2 separate regions of the Zea mays genome follow, and region 2 is linked to region 1. A link is a contact called in public Hi-C data. All regions are on one chromosome and are shown on one strand. Each heading gives the region's core, a stretch centred on a gene start, on an enhancer-like site or on the middle of the called end of the contact. The rest is flanking DNA. Distances are from core to core; before and after follow the strand shown. Region 1 holds the start of LOC100272922. Region 2 holds the start of LOC100193191.

Region 1 (6,848 bases), core at 3,494-5,993:
AACAGTAATAAAGGAGGGATGGAAGAGAGACGCCCGCTGCGGTCAGTCTTAGTGTCGCCGCCGCGTCGATGAATAATTGAATACCTCGTCCCGGTCAACTGCGCCGCGTCGCGCGATCCCGACGGAAAATGGCCATCTCTCTCCCATTCGCGCGCTAGTTCTGTCGTGCGGTTATCCGCTGACCCCTGGGCCCTGGCGAAGTGTCGGGCTAGCTATGGGTTTTGTTCAAGGGGGCACTCAATCGTGGCCGTTGATTTGCATCCTACGGACGGGGTTGCTCTCACTTTTAACTGGACCGGTGGGACGAACCGGCCTAAAGGCCACTTTGCGGGCCTTAGGCCAACGCTAGGAAGATGCGGTACAAGAAAAAACGTTGAGAATATATGTATATATATCCTTCGAAAGCAAAATTGGAGCTTTGGCTATAAACATTCCAGCGAGTCAGGCAATAAACCTAACCCTTGAATACTACTGGCCAAGAGGTTAGAAGTGTAAATGTATTTCGTTTAATGTTTAACTGCAAAGCGTCTACAAGTTCTAAGACATCCGATATCTTGCTGATGAGTTGATTTACCCAGGCGAAAGGAACCACATTATATATAGTGGTTTCGACGGACCAGATCCTTCGTGATTCCAGCTCCATAAAACACCATCATTCATCCGAGTCAAACATGTATAGCCAATTAAGCTAATACCAAACTGTATGAGGGCACCGTCACCCATACAGCTCGCGCCAGGGTTCCTGATCAATTCGTGATTTTTCGATCCCTCTCTTGAGAACAGTTCCTTTGGAAAATTCCAAAGCCGTGTGCTTGGCCAAGTGCTCTCCTAAGCATTGCAGTACCTAACAATTGGAAAAAAAAATTGGGTGAGCTAAGACTCAAGAAACTTCACATTTTACATGTATAAATTATAATATCCTTTTTTCACAGTTATTCAGAACTGAACTGGACGATCAGAGGCAGCAGGCTGTTAATGCTACCTATGTGTGGTTATATGCACTACTTCATATTAGAATATGATAAATTCAGAAGTCAAAACTTTTAACATCGCAGTACTAAATAGACAGATCAAAACACCAAGAATCAGACAAGACCATAGGAAAAGCAAGGTGTGTTGCTTTTTTTTTTACAGAAGAAAACTAGAAAACAATGTTATCCACTGTCACCGTAGATCTTTTAGAGACACATTTTAACATTGCCACCACCTAGCACGCCTATTGTTTTGCTGATGTTTCCCATTTGATCAGAACAATTCTATAAAATTTCAGGACCACAAAGTCTGCAGAGCAAACAGAAGCAAAGGAAAGCAGAAATAGACAATTATTATTTCCATGGCAAGAGCCTTGAGACTTGAATAAAGGCAAATAATGTTTTCACCTAACTTCAATACAATAGTCAAAACATACCTCAAGATCAGAAACTGTAGAGCTCTTGCCTTGCTGCTGTCCACCAGAAGTGACAAGAAGAACTGTAGGCACCTTCAACACACGCACCATTTCCAGCAAACATAATATTGGTTCACTACGTATTTGCAAGGATGTAGGAGGTTTAGTGGTCCCACCAACCAACAGGTGAGTATAGTCAGTTGTTGCCCCTATTTCAGCACCATGAAGTACAGTCGATGCCTTTGTTGCATGTTCCGTTCCATGATGATAGCTTGACGATCTTGTGATGTATGGGACAATTAGAGTTCGCTCAGTGGAGGTAGCTTCAGAAGAAATCAGTTCCAAGACCCCATTTACAACACACGCTGCAAGAGGTGGCTTATAGTCTGGCAGAACAAAAATGGTCACCTGCCAATAAACAACATAACTTAATAAATACAAAATTTTCCTTGTCCAGTGAAGAAGCAAAGACAGTGTATAGTCAATATTAGCCATCAGCAATGTAATTGATGTTTCACATCAAAGAAAAAATAGCCAATTTTTCACTAGTGATGATCATCAAAGTAGACTATCAGCTTGATCGCCAACAGCCCATGGGTCGTGTAATTTAGAAGTCAAGTTAGCTTACTGACAGTTGAATATCAGTTGCAACTTGCAAGAGGACCACATCTTTACTCTTTACTCCTATAAAGCACAAGTTTTCCGGGTTTCCACCGTCGTCCCTTTCATAAAAAAAAAATCCTTATAATTCTTTCTAATCTAACCAGCGGTCCACCGTCATTTTGCGTCGTCAAGTGACGTGGGCCGTTACATGGGCCGTGAGAAAACACCAAAGCCAACACAACATAAAGCAGCACGCAGCGCATCACTCTTGGCTAGTACCACCTCGCTAGCTGAAGGAGGAGCGACCGGGTTAGCTATAAAAAAGGGGCAGGTCTCTTTTTAACTCATATCTATCTCGGCCTTTTGGCTAAGATAAAGTGCATCATCTACATTTTAATATCTGGTATGTGGGTCATATGTCCACTTTAATTTTATATTTATTTTTTGTGGGGATGATCCACTTTATTTTTTTTGTGGGGGTCCATCACACTGGCTTGCCACTGGACCCTCATGTGTTGTACATTCGTTGCATTATTGGTGTGCCGTTGAAATGTACGAGCATTGTACTAGCTGACAAAGGGTCTGTTTGGTTCAGTTTTTTTCTGACCAGCTTTTCTAAAAATCTGGCTGTGGGAAGAATCTGGCTGTAGCGAAAATCTGAATATCATTACGATTACGTGTGGAGGAAGATAAAGTTGTTTATAGGGCTCAGGATCTAGAAAGTGATGGATTCCTACTATTACAACGAATCAACCGATTATGTGTTTATGTTGATTTTGGATGGTTTTTGCCCCAACGAATTTTATAGAAGCTGGCTGAAAAGCTGAGCGTTTGGCAGTCCGCAGCAGCTTTTGGTGGCCAGAAGCTGCCAGAAGCCGAAACAAACAGAGCCAAAGAATTGAGCATTGTTAGACAGTGTTTTTAAAACATCGTTTAAACAACGTTTAAACCATGTTTAAACATCAAAACACTAATTAGAGATTGAAACCCTGAAATGTTAAACAATATGGCCTAAAACGACATTTTACAACGTTTAAACAACACGTTTTGGCGTTTAAGCGTTCTAAACTGTAAAACCTAGTATTTCATGCATTTTAGACCATTAGCTATTTCGAGACCAGTTTGTTTGTTACTTTTGGCCCAGTCTCCATGCGCTTGCCCTACTCCCCCTATCCTAAAGCCCGATGGCTAGCAACACACCACTCTCATCTCAGCTCTCTACCGCCGCTGCCTAAAGGTGCTGCTGATGTCGTCCGTCGCTGTGTGCGTCATCTCCCTCGGCGCTGTGTGTGTCATCTCCTTCCGCGGCGTATGCAGCCGCTTCTCTGCGCCATGTGCCGCTGTGCGCAGTAGGCGACGTTCGCGCCACCCCTCTTCCTCCGCGCCTCTGTTTGCTAGCAGTCAGTGGCTATCACCCAGCAGCCAACTCCTCTAATCAACTAAAGCATCATTATTATGTTATACTTGCTAAACCAAATTTAGAGTTGATGTGTCAGGTAGACATAGTATTCAATGGGAACAAGCCAGGATGCAAGCCCAAAAAACAAACACCCGCCACCTAGCTTCAGTTTTTTTTAGGGGAAATGCTGTAGGGAAAACCCCTACAGCATGATTTTTTATTTAATATTGGGAGGAATGGAACTAATAAGTTCAAGAGAAAAGAGAAATTAGACAATCGGCTATCGAGAATTTAGCCACAAAGACACTCTAAGCCTCCTAACACTATTAAACCTAAGCATTTGCGACTTTAGCATTCATTGAAGCTGCCCTTCCAAGAGAGGAAAGAAGGGGCAATGTTACTGAAAATGGAGTCGTTCGTTTGCTTCCAAATGCACCATACTAGCTTCAGTTTATTAGTAATATGTTCTAAATCATAACAAGTTGATAATGAGATACGTGAAGCAAATACTCATCTCTTTTCCACAAATGAAGGTTTCTGACTACACTCAGTACTACCAAATCCCGAGGAGTGGGAAGTTTCTGAACCCTGGAGCTTCCAGGAAGTTACATTTTGCATGGAAGCTGAACAAAATGGAAGCGATAATGAGCCTTTTCGTGTCCTAGAAGTGCTGGCAAATTTCTAACCACGGTTATGTTTCCATATGAGAAAGTTTCAACTTTCAAGGCGAAACAAAAAAAAAAATCCTAGCAAAATCCTTATAAAGAATACTAATCTTCTAGTTTGAAGGAGCAAAATCCTAACAGCTGCTTGTGTAGTACCCTTGCGCTCATTAATCCAACCGCAGAATCAACAAATCCTCGTTCATTTTGCTAAATTTCAACTGGAAGAGCACGAATCGAATCAATGGAACGGTTAGAAATCCTCTGGGGCCCTTACCTGTGGAGAGCCACTGGAATCGGAAAAGCTCAGGAGCTCGGCGCACGCCTTCTCTCCGTCGAGGCCGTACTTTCCAAGGGGGAGCTCGAAGGGCGAGGACTCCCTACCAGAAACATCCAGCGGCAAAAAGCCAGTGAGCGGATGCTACGTGCGTTGGAACGTTAGGTTAGGGTTTTGGGTGGGAGCGAAAACCTAGTTAGCCCGGGCGGCGGGCGGAGCGCGTCGGCGAGGGCAGCGCCGTAGCCCGCGGCGTCGCGGACGAGGAAGAGCACCCTGGGTGCCACCCGCATGGCCGCTGGTCGCCGGCGCCGGCGCCGCCGCAGGCTAGTCGATCGGAGGAAGTGCCGGACGGGAGAGAGACGGCCGATTTCGAGAGAGAAACAGTGGAATACCGCAAGCCACAGGTACGAGGAATCCAATAAGGGCCTTCCCATTTCATGGGCCTCCAGCCCGTTTGAATAAAAATGGACCGCACAGCTCGTCGTATCTCCAGCAGCGTCTCTTAAATTTCAATCCCCTAAAATAATATCCTCCTATCCTCTACAGCATACTCTAAAAGATTTTGTTATCTATATCTTTTCAGTCTCCAGCAACGTCCTTTAAATTCGGTCCTCTATATATATATAGTAGTAACAGAATTTATAAACTACATTATTTTCTCTCTCTAATTTGTATTTAAATAAAATTTTAAATTATGTACTTAATGCAAAAAATGAAGTAATCATTTTCAAAAATTTGAAAATTCTGGCATCGTATGTTATTGCAATACAAGATTGACTATTGATGTTCTGATCTCAAATACAAAAAATCTCATGACGATATTGTAATATGAACTGAATCTGTCTGCCTCTTTTCTAGTTCTCTTGTGTCAAATCCGAATATCAGGCAAGATTAACTTGTGCTGGCAGAGGCGGAAGAAACCGGAGTTGCAGGCCGAAGACCAATGACCATTCGACCAAAATCCACGCGGACGCGGCTGACAGGTGATAAAGAGAAGCATAGAGGACCCTCCAAATTTAGCGGCCTACATTGTCATCCCCTATTTTAGCGTATTGTTTACGGTGCGCTGTTAGAGACGATACAGACCATAGCAACCGCTATATTTAACGTAGCGGACCTTATACAGATCATTGCTAGAGGCAGCCTAGGACCTTTCGCTATTTGCTTCCCGTTTGAATCCCGTCCTTTTCAGCCAAGCATCGCCAAGTTTCTGCGATGAAGGATGATGTCAGTCTTGCATCCGAGGTTACGTCAGGGAGCGGGCATTTAACTCGCGCCAAATTTCTCAGTGGCCCATTTCACGAGCTGGGAAGTTTTGCTTATTGAAACCGACATGGATCATACTCCAACTCCAGTGGTTAGAAGATCTAGAGGCAGTTCAGGTGAGCAGCTAAAGGACAAAACCCCGTGATTTGACCACACCAATGGAGAGCCACGGCCTCACTGAACAGCTCTGAGTTTAAGGCTTTAAAATTCTACCGAGAAAAAATATATATATGTTGTTGTAGGCATTCTTGCTTAAGATAGGAGGTAACCTATTTTATATGGGACAAGAAAAGCTTTTAACTCCTACTCTATCCCACTTATATACAGCGGCATAGCTGCTAATGTAAAAGTCTCGACTAGTTTCAGACATGTGCTTCAGATGATGTTTTTTTTAACCTCAGCAGTCCGTTTGTTGACACCTTTTTAGAGGCGTCAATTACTCAAGAGAACCAGCGGCGGTGCTCTCTGGTCAGGCGCGGACGGTCCGCGGCCCAGGGCCGGACGGTCCGCGACCTGGCGCGAGGCGGCGGTGCTCTCTGGTCAGGCGCGGACGGTCCACGGCACAGGGCCGGACGGTCCGCGACCTAGTGCAGGAGCTCGTGTTCCCTGCCTGACGGCCGGACGGTTCGCGCCCTAGGGCCGGACGGTCCGCGCGTGCGCAGGGGCGGCGGAAGATCGCCGGCGGCGCCTGGATCTCGCTCCCGGGAGGGACCCCGTCGGGGAGGAGAGATCCTAGGAGTTGTCTAGGCTCGGGTAGACCGACCTAGACTCCTCTAATCGACGTAGAGTCGAGGAGAGGCGGAAAATTTGGGGATTGGAAGGCTAAACTAGGGCTAAACTAGAACTACTCCTAAGATAAAATGCGAAATAGAAGTTGTATTGATTCGATTGATGATGATTACAAATCGGCCGTATACCTCTCTATTTATAGAGGAGGGGGGCTGGACCCTTTACAAACTAATTTCCGAGCTTATCCCGCGATTTTAGCTAACAACCGTAGCACAAAACTCGGAACTCTAATCTGCTCTGCGCACGCGCGGACCGTCCGACCTCAGGGCCGGACAGTCCGCCGGCTCATTTTGGTGTTCAACATATGCCCCTGCCTTTTGGTGGAGCTGAGCGAACCAAAAGCAACTAACTCGATGATCACATCAGTTTTCTTAGGCATCTTGACACTTGCTAGGAAGATACGTAGTGGCCTTAGTCCCGATGGTTGACTCAACGGACGTGATTCTTTTAGCTTTGATCGAACTG
Region 2 (7,225 bases), core at 1,705-4,204, 750 kb after region 1:
GATTCTTAGAGAGGTGGCCCCTAAACCATTGGAGGGCAAGAGAACAGGTGGTATCGATAAATCTCAGGTTAATGCTCTGAAGAGGCAAGCTTTACTGCTAAAGCGGGAAGGTAGGCTTGCTGAAGCAAAGGAAGAGCTCAAGAAGGCTAAAATTTTGGAAAAACAACTTGAGGAACAGGAGATTCTAGGTGAAGCAGAAAACTCAGATGATGATTTGGCTGCTATTATTCGGAACATGGACGACGATAAGAATGATGACATATTTATAGATGATTCAAAGTTCCCAGCTTTCAACTTTGAACAAATTATGGTTGCCTCTAATGATCTTGCCACTGATGGTCACTTTGACGTTACAGATGATGACATGAATGACCCAGATATGGCTGCTGCTCTAAAATCATTTGGCTGGAGTGAGGAGGATGACAAACAGTTGGAAAATCTCGAACCTGTTTCTTCAAATCAAGAGGGGCTAAAGGAGCAAGTACTTTCTCTAAAAAGAGAGGCTGTTGCAAACAGAAGGTCTGGTAATGTTGTAGAAGCCATGTCATTGCTTAAAAAGGCAAAGCTACTAGAGAAGGATCTCAAAACTGAAGAGCCAGACTCAAAGGTTCCTTCTCTAGAAAGGCAGAAAACTACACATGCAGAAGATGCCACTTATGCAGGGACGAATGTCCGACCTATACCAACACCAAAAAGTAAGCTTGCAATTCAGCGAGAACTGTTGGCTCTGAAGAAGAAGGCACTAGCTTTGAGGAGGGAAGGGAAGGTGGATGAGTCTGAGGAAGAGCTGAGAAAGGGTAGTGTTCTTGAAAAGCAGCTTGAAGAGCTTGAAAATTCTTCCAAACCACCTGTAGCAAAGGAAACCAGGAGCTTTCCATCTAATCCCCCGTACAAAGTTGAACCCCCAAATATCAATCTTGCTGATGAGGTATATGAACCTGAGGTTACAGACAAGGATATGCAGGATCCAGCATTGCTGTCGGTGCTGAAAAATATGGGATGGGAAGATGCTGGTTCAGATTCTGTGGAAACAACTGACAAAGCATCATTTTCTGCACATGTAGTTCATCATAAATCATCAAAAACTAAGGGCCAGCTTCAGAAGGAATTGCTTGGTATAAAAAGGAAGGCTCTTGCCCTCAGAAGGGGAGGGAAAAACACTGAAGCTGAGGAGGAACTTGAGAAGGCTAAGGTGTTGGAGCAGCAACTTGCAGAGATGGAAGAATCAAATAACTTGAGTGCTAGTCAAGGTGTTACTACTGCTGGCGGGGACGAAATATTGCTAGTGCATGCATCTGAATCTGGTACGCCAGTGGTTACTCTGTGTGGTTCTCCAAGTAAACCGCAGATTGAGACAACCAATCCTAATCAAGGTGATGTGGGAGAAGAAAGTAGAGCTGGAAGGTCTCCAGCCTTGTCGCAGCCAGCTTTTACTGATCCGTTGGGATCTGAAAAAGGGTCACATTCACCTTCTGTAGTACATGATCGTAATGAGCATCAGAAAACACAAGGAGATGATACTCTTAAAGATGAGATATTACTTCATAAGAGAAAAGCAGTTGCCTTTAAGAGAGAAGGGAAGATGGCAGAAGCTAGAGAAGAATTGAAACTGGCAAAACAATTAGAAAAGCACCTTGAAGGTGCTCAACAAGACACCATGGATGGTGTGGGTGACTCCATTACTCCTGCTGTGGAACAGAACAGTTTGGTCCAACAACCTGCTAGCTCCAGCAATCACACTGACGACATAACTTCTCCCCCTCCTGCACAAGCGAGCAAGCGGACGCAACCTCAGAAAGCAATGTCCAGCCGGGATCGTCTCAAAATCCAGCGTGAATCCCTGGCTCATAAGCGCAACGCCCTCAAGTTGCGGAGAGAAGGAAAGACTGCAGAAGCAGATGCAGAATTTGAACTGGCCAAGGAGCTAGAGAGCCAACTGGAAGAGTCAGACAACCAAAGCTCGAGCTCCGGGGGAAAGTCAAGTGAACCAAACGACACGAGCGTCGAGAATCTCCTTGATCCTCAGATCATGTCTGCCCTAAGATCCATTGGTTGGAGTGACATGGATTTATCCATGCAATCCTCTAGTGCACAACCTCTGAAACCTGTGCAGTCCTCAAGTTCTCAACCTCCGCAAAAAGTGGAAGCCAAGTCATCTGTTGCCGCGACCAGCAAACCTCAGAGCGAGAGAAGTCAACTTGAAGAACAGATCAAGGCGGAGAAACTGAAAGCGCTTAACTTGAAGCGGGAAGGGAAACAAGCAGAGGCCCTGGAGGCCCTTCGCTCGGCAAAGCGACTGGAGAAGAAGTTGAACTCAGCTTAAGCCAATCACACCCTCCCAGATTGCTCTTGTTCTTTTGTCAATTGTTCGTTTTGGTTACCTGACATCCCAAGCGTTCCAGCTAGAACAGAGAATCATATCGAGTCCTATGGCCCTGATTGGCACAGCTTGTGAGCTTTGAGCACCATAAACTTATGTCCTGTTTGTGTTCGAGCTATGAGCAGTCCCTTTCATGTATGTATAAATAAAATCTGATGGACGGAGATTATTTTCACGAATTCGTGTATACACAATGTTAGGGGAATGTCAATTAAGTTGGAATCTGAACATTTCATATGTTAGTCATTTGATAATAATGTTTTCCAAGCTCACAACGTATGCTACTGTATTTGACATTTTCACAGGATTCTAATACTAATAGTTCTTGTGTCCTTGCCTCGTGGTATTTTATTCAACTCACTTTATAAAATGGGCTGTTGATCTGTACTAACGGTGATGTAAAAAAATACTATTACAAGAAAAATATTTACAAAAAGTTTGTACCAAAACTAAGGTGGTAAGGCCTGAGCTGTTATCTCCACGGGCTGGCCAAAACCGTGTATATAGCCCACAGGGCCACAGGCCCAGTCGAAACCTTCGCGCGGTGATGGAGCACGCGCACGCGACCTCGACACGCACGCAGCAGCCAGCAGGTGACCGCCGTCACGCGACCGCTTCCCACACTCCCTTCCCCACCAGCCGAAACCGAGGCTGACGCTGCGCGAGCCAACCGGCGGTGATGCAGGCGGCAGTCGGCCACCGCGGCGCCAACCTTGGCTCCCCGTCACTCTCGCGCTTCCGGTATGGCTTCCGCCTCCCCGGCCGGTCCCGCCTCTTCTCTGGTAAGCCGCTAAACCCCCGAGGCCCCAGGTTGTGTGGTCTTACCTTGGCTGCTTCGATTGATTCGCTTTCCGTGTTGATGCGAGAGTAGAGGGCGTGGCGGCGGCGTCACTCCGCGTCGGCTCTCTGCCCCAGCCACGGACCCATGGCAGCGGCGGTTTCGCGCACCTCGGGGCCATGGGTGGGGAGGCGCCGAGGCTGCCGCACGCCCTCAGGAGAATGCTTATCGATCATCAGGTGCGTTCGATTACGCTTTCGCTTGCTGCAGTGAGAGTTGAATCGATCGAAATGTGAACCAAATACTTGAAATTTCACGTGATGTGGGGTACTGTGGCAATGCATAAGCCCACATGGAGCACTGAGTCTTCTAGGTGACACACACACACTGACATTGCAACTGAATACCCTGTTGATGTGGCTATGGCTACGGTGTACATAGAGTCATAGATTAGATAGCTTATTCAATCAGAGGCACTTACATTTTGCTTGTTCCTCGGCAGTTTGTACGATCATTTTGCCCACCAACTGTAACTAGTTTGTGAATCGCAACCAGACAGAAATATGGGCTTACATAATTGCATCTGAAGTAAGCAGAATTTCTGATCAGCGTGAACAAAGAGGCTTGTCGCAGGATTCTATGCGGCGGTTTAGGGCACAGTGAGCATAATCTACAAATTTTGCATACATTTACAAAACTTTGAGCGGTTTAGGGCATTTACATTCCACTAGTGGAGTGTATTCTTGCTTGTCTTTGCTTTGACATGCTGTTCTGCTCTCCGTTCAGTTGTGTTGCAGTGTGGATGCTGACCTGGCATTATCTCTGCACTTGAAATTTGCCACTGCAGAAAATGGCATGTCCCAACCTTCTGAAAGCTGCTGTACTTTCAACCATGACATTGCTTTCTGTACCTCTTGAGGCGTCAGCGGAGATGTGCCAGCCACCTAGTTCTTTCGCCAATATGCCAATTTTTATTGTTGTAGCACTAATAGGAGCTGCTGTTGGCGGTAAGATATCTGAACATGTGTGCTCGTTCGCATCATTGCTTCTTGCATGCAAAGTTGATGTAGAGGGATGTTACTTAGCCGCTAAAATTTTTCCTCTCTGATTTTTCACATGTAGGATTATTAGCACGCCAAAGAAAGGCGGAATTGAAGCGGCTCAATAATCAACTTCGCCAGATCAATGCAGCACTTAGAAGGCAGGCACAGATTGAGTCATTTGCGCCTGGCCTTACTTATGCGCCAGTTGGGAGAACAAATGAAACTGATGTTATTGTTGACCCAAGGAAGCAGCAGTTGGTCACAAACCTGAGAAATGGGAAGAATTACATGAGGAATCAAGATCTTGATAAGGCTATAGTGGAGTTCAGAACAGCTCTGGAGCTTGCAGAGAGCATAGGTGATCGTTTTGAAGAAAAGAAAGCTGCCCGAGGACTAGGTTATTTTTCTCCCTGTAATCACTTTTATTTATATTTTTGTTATCATAGGTGATGAACAGTGCATAAATAATCTAACGTGTGCTGCCCTAAAAAACGCATATATGCTTTCCTAGATCCCATAAAAATGGTCAGTCAGGTTACACAATATTAATCAGCACAACGTAGTAGACTGATGGAGATGGAGAACTAGCGCTGATGTCCTAACTTTGGCACCAAGCATTAGCTAAGTAGTGGATATTTGTATATAAAAACTGAAAATGACTGAAATGTATGGTGGTGTCTACTTGTTTCACCTAGGTTGCATTTTCTTGCTATTGTGTTTCAGTTGCTTCTGCATGAGATGACTGTTGTCCCGCATTGAATTTTGAATAATTCCTTTATTTATGGTAAGCAAAGATTTATTTGCCAAACCTTTAGGAGAATGATTGCCAGGTGAAAATCTTCAAGTAAAATTTCGAAGTAGTTTTTTTTGGCAAATCCCATTAGATGGTAGATTTTGCAGTTGGGTGGGTACCGAAGATGTTATCTAGCTTCTTACTGAATACTTTATTTGCTTGTATCCCTGCTCTCGAATTGGAGATCTGCACATCTGAAATAAGTGGAAACAAATTTTAATGTGAACTAGTAGCATAATTTATATCTACTGGAAAGCTATTGCTCAGCATAAGGTGACTTTTGGTTTTTAAGGATGAATTTAATGTCTTCCAAACTTTTGTCTTTTTTTGGGAGATATCAAACTTCTTTTGATTAGTTTCCTCCAACGAACAAAGTCATGTAGTTTGTTGAGGTTGCTTTAGCTTACACCAGTGTTTAATGTTTTTTTTTTCCAGAAGCATAATCTTTTGTCGACCTTCTTTGTAGTTCCAATTTCTAGCATTAAATACACAGCAGATGCAAACATCGCCAAATCGCAATGGATCGTTGAGCCTTCAGATAGCTACATACTGTAGGGTTTTTTTTTTCATCTGCATGCGTGCTTAGCCTGTAACTTTGGAGATTTATTTACATGCCGGAGATCACTTGAAGCAAATTCTGTTGTGAACTAGTAATGGACCTTATATCAACTGACTGCAATAGTTCTTAGCATAAGATGACTAATGTTTGAAACCTACGGTTGAGTTTGTCTCCCGTGAACCAACCTATGTGATTTGTTCTGGTTGTACTGGTTTATAGTGGTGCTTTACTTTTTATGATCATGGACGATTTTTTTGTTTGTCAACCTTGTTTATCATCCCCATAGAAAAGAATTGCACTCTAGCTGTATGTAAGCTTCATTCAGGCAGAGACGCAAATCGTGGAACGCTAGCTGTTTTTACTCATGAAGTCGATCTGTGCGAGCTGGGGATTTCCTCACACGCTATCTATTTGGCTTTCTGGCTAGGCGCATCGCTGCAGAGGCTCGGGAAGTACCGAGAAGCAATGAGACAGTACAGCAAGGTTCTGGAGCTGTCCAAGGAGACAGGTGAAGATTCCGGCTGCACCGAGGCCTACGGTGCCATAGCGGACTGCTACACCGAGCTGGGCGACCTGGAGCGAGCGGCGAAGGTGTATGACAAGTACATATCGAGGCTGCAGCCCGGCGAGTAAGGTAGATTTCTTTACAGACGAGACAGCGAGTTCCTTCCCGTTCGTTGAGTTTTGCGTTTTGTCGGTCTTGTTAAACTCACTGCAGGTATTGGATTGTTTTGAGAACGATTTTAATATTCGTATATAAATAACTATTGATTTAATCAAAAAAATAAAAATAAATCACAACGCACTCGCCCAGCTAGTCTCCATCCGTGTTTTACTTAAAAAGAAAGGTGAATCGTTGAATGTGAACACCGAAAATGCACGTACCAGTCCGTTTGCGGTGTCTGGTGTGTGTTTGGTTATGGAACAGTTGGGACAGCTACATCATCTCTCGTTCCTCCATTTTTGATTTCAGAGGTAGAGACAACACTAGAATAATCTTGTAACCTCGGAATCTAAACAAGGGGCGCCCTAGAGCGGCGGGACGTATTTTGGGTGAGAGTCACGACTCACGAGCCGTGCGCGCGCGAGAGAGGGGCAGACCGTTACTGCAGGCGCGTTCGTGTCGACCTCCACACGCGATAGTGCCTAGCTGCAGCTAGTTGCCTACACAGCGACGGGCAGCTGGGTGAGCTGCCTGTGTCCGGTTTGTTGGCCGCCGTGTAGGAACAAATAAAATAAAGAGAGCGCACGCGTATCAACCTCTCCTCACTACTATACTTGATCGTCGTCTCTTCCCGTCTCACGCACATACATACGCGCCCTTATCTGCTCCATCCGCTGCCGGTATAGTATAAATAGCACCGCCTCGACCTGCTAAACTGATCGCCCACCAGCGGCTAGCTGCGACATCCCATCGATCCACACATCAATACAATATAATCTAATGGCGTCCAAGGCTCTGTTCCTCCTCGCCATCCTGCTGCTAGCGACGTCGGCCGCCGTGCTCGCCGCCGCGGCGGAGCAAACTCGTGCGTTCGTTGGACACTATTCCAGTTTTTTTCCTCCGTTCTCTCTTCTTTGTCAATATAATCAATACTCATACATATGAGATATGACGATCTGTATGCTATTATATTCCTTCGTCATCACCCACCACTCAGATGAAAACAAC

What was found. Hi-C and Micro-C count contacts between places; a contact is called where the count stands out from the background.
Region 2: a Hi-C map of leaf mesophyll shows a contact between it and region 1, with 4 times the contacts expected there. The contact joins the promoter of LOC100193191 here to the promoter of LOC100272922 in region 1. A contact is called at or near these places in 2 of 25 Hi-C or Micro-C datasets (ear and leaf mesophyll).

What each region holds. Positions count from the first base shown.
Region 1 is chr5:181,660,930-181,667,777 of Zm-B73-REFERENCE-NAM-5.0, forward strand. It overlaps LOC100272922, which reads right to left and starts at 4,744. Exons shown (of 4, transcript NM_001147374.1): 1 at 4,521-4,744; 2 at 4,329-4,431; 3 at 1,409-1,795; 4 at 376-844. The coding sequence starts at 4,618. The coding sequence ends at 716. It also overlaps the pseudogene LOC111589502.
Region 2 is chr5:182,415,638-182,422,862 of Zm-B73-REFERENCE-NAM-5.0, forward strand. It overlaps LOC100193191, which reads left to right and starts at 2,955. Exons shown (of 5, transcript NM_001138346.1): 1 at 2,955-3,162; 2 at 3,252-3,397; 3 at 4,006-4,165; 4 at 4,281-4,598; 5 at 5,981-6,327. The coding sequence starts at 3,060. The coding sequence ends at 6,186. LOC100278158 (phosphoinositide binding) reads left to right here. Exons shown (of 4, transcript NM_001350952.1): 4 at 1-2,555. The coding sequence ends at 2,323.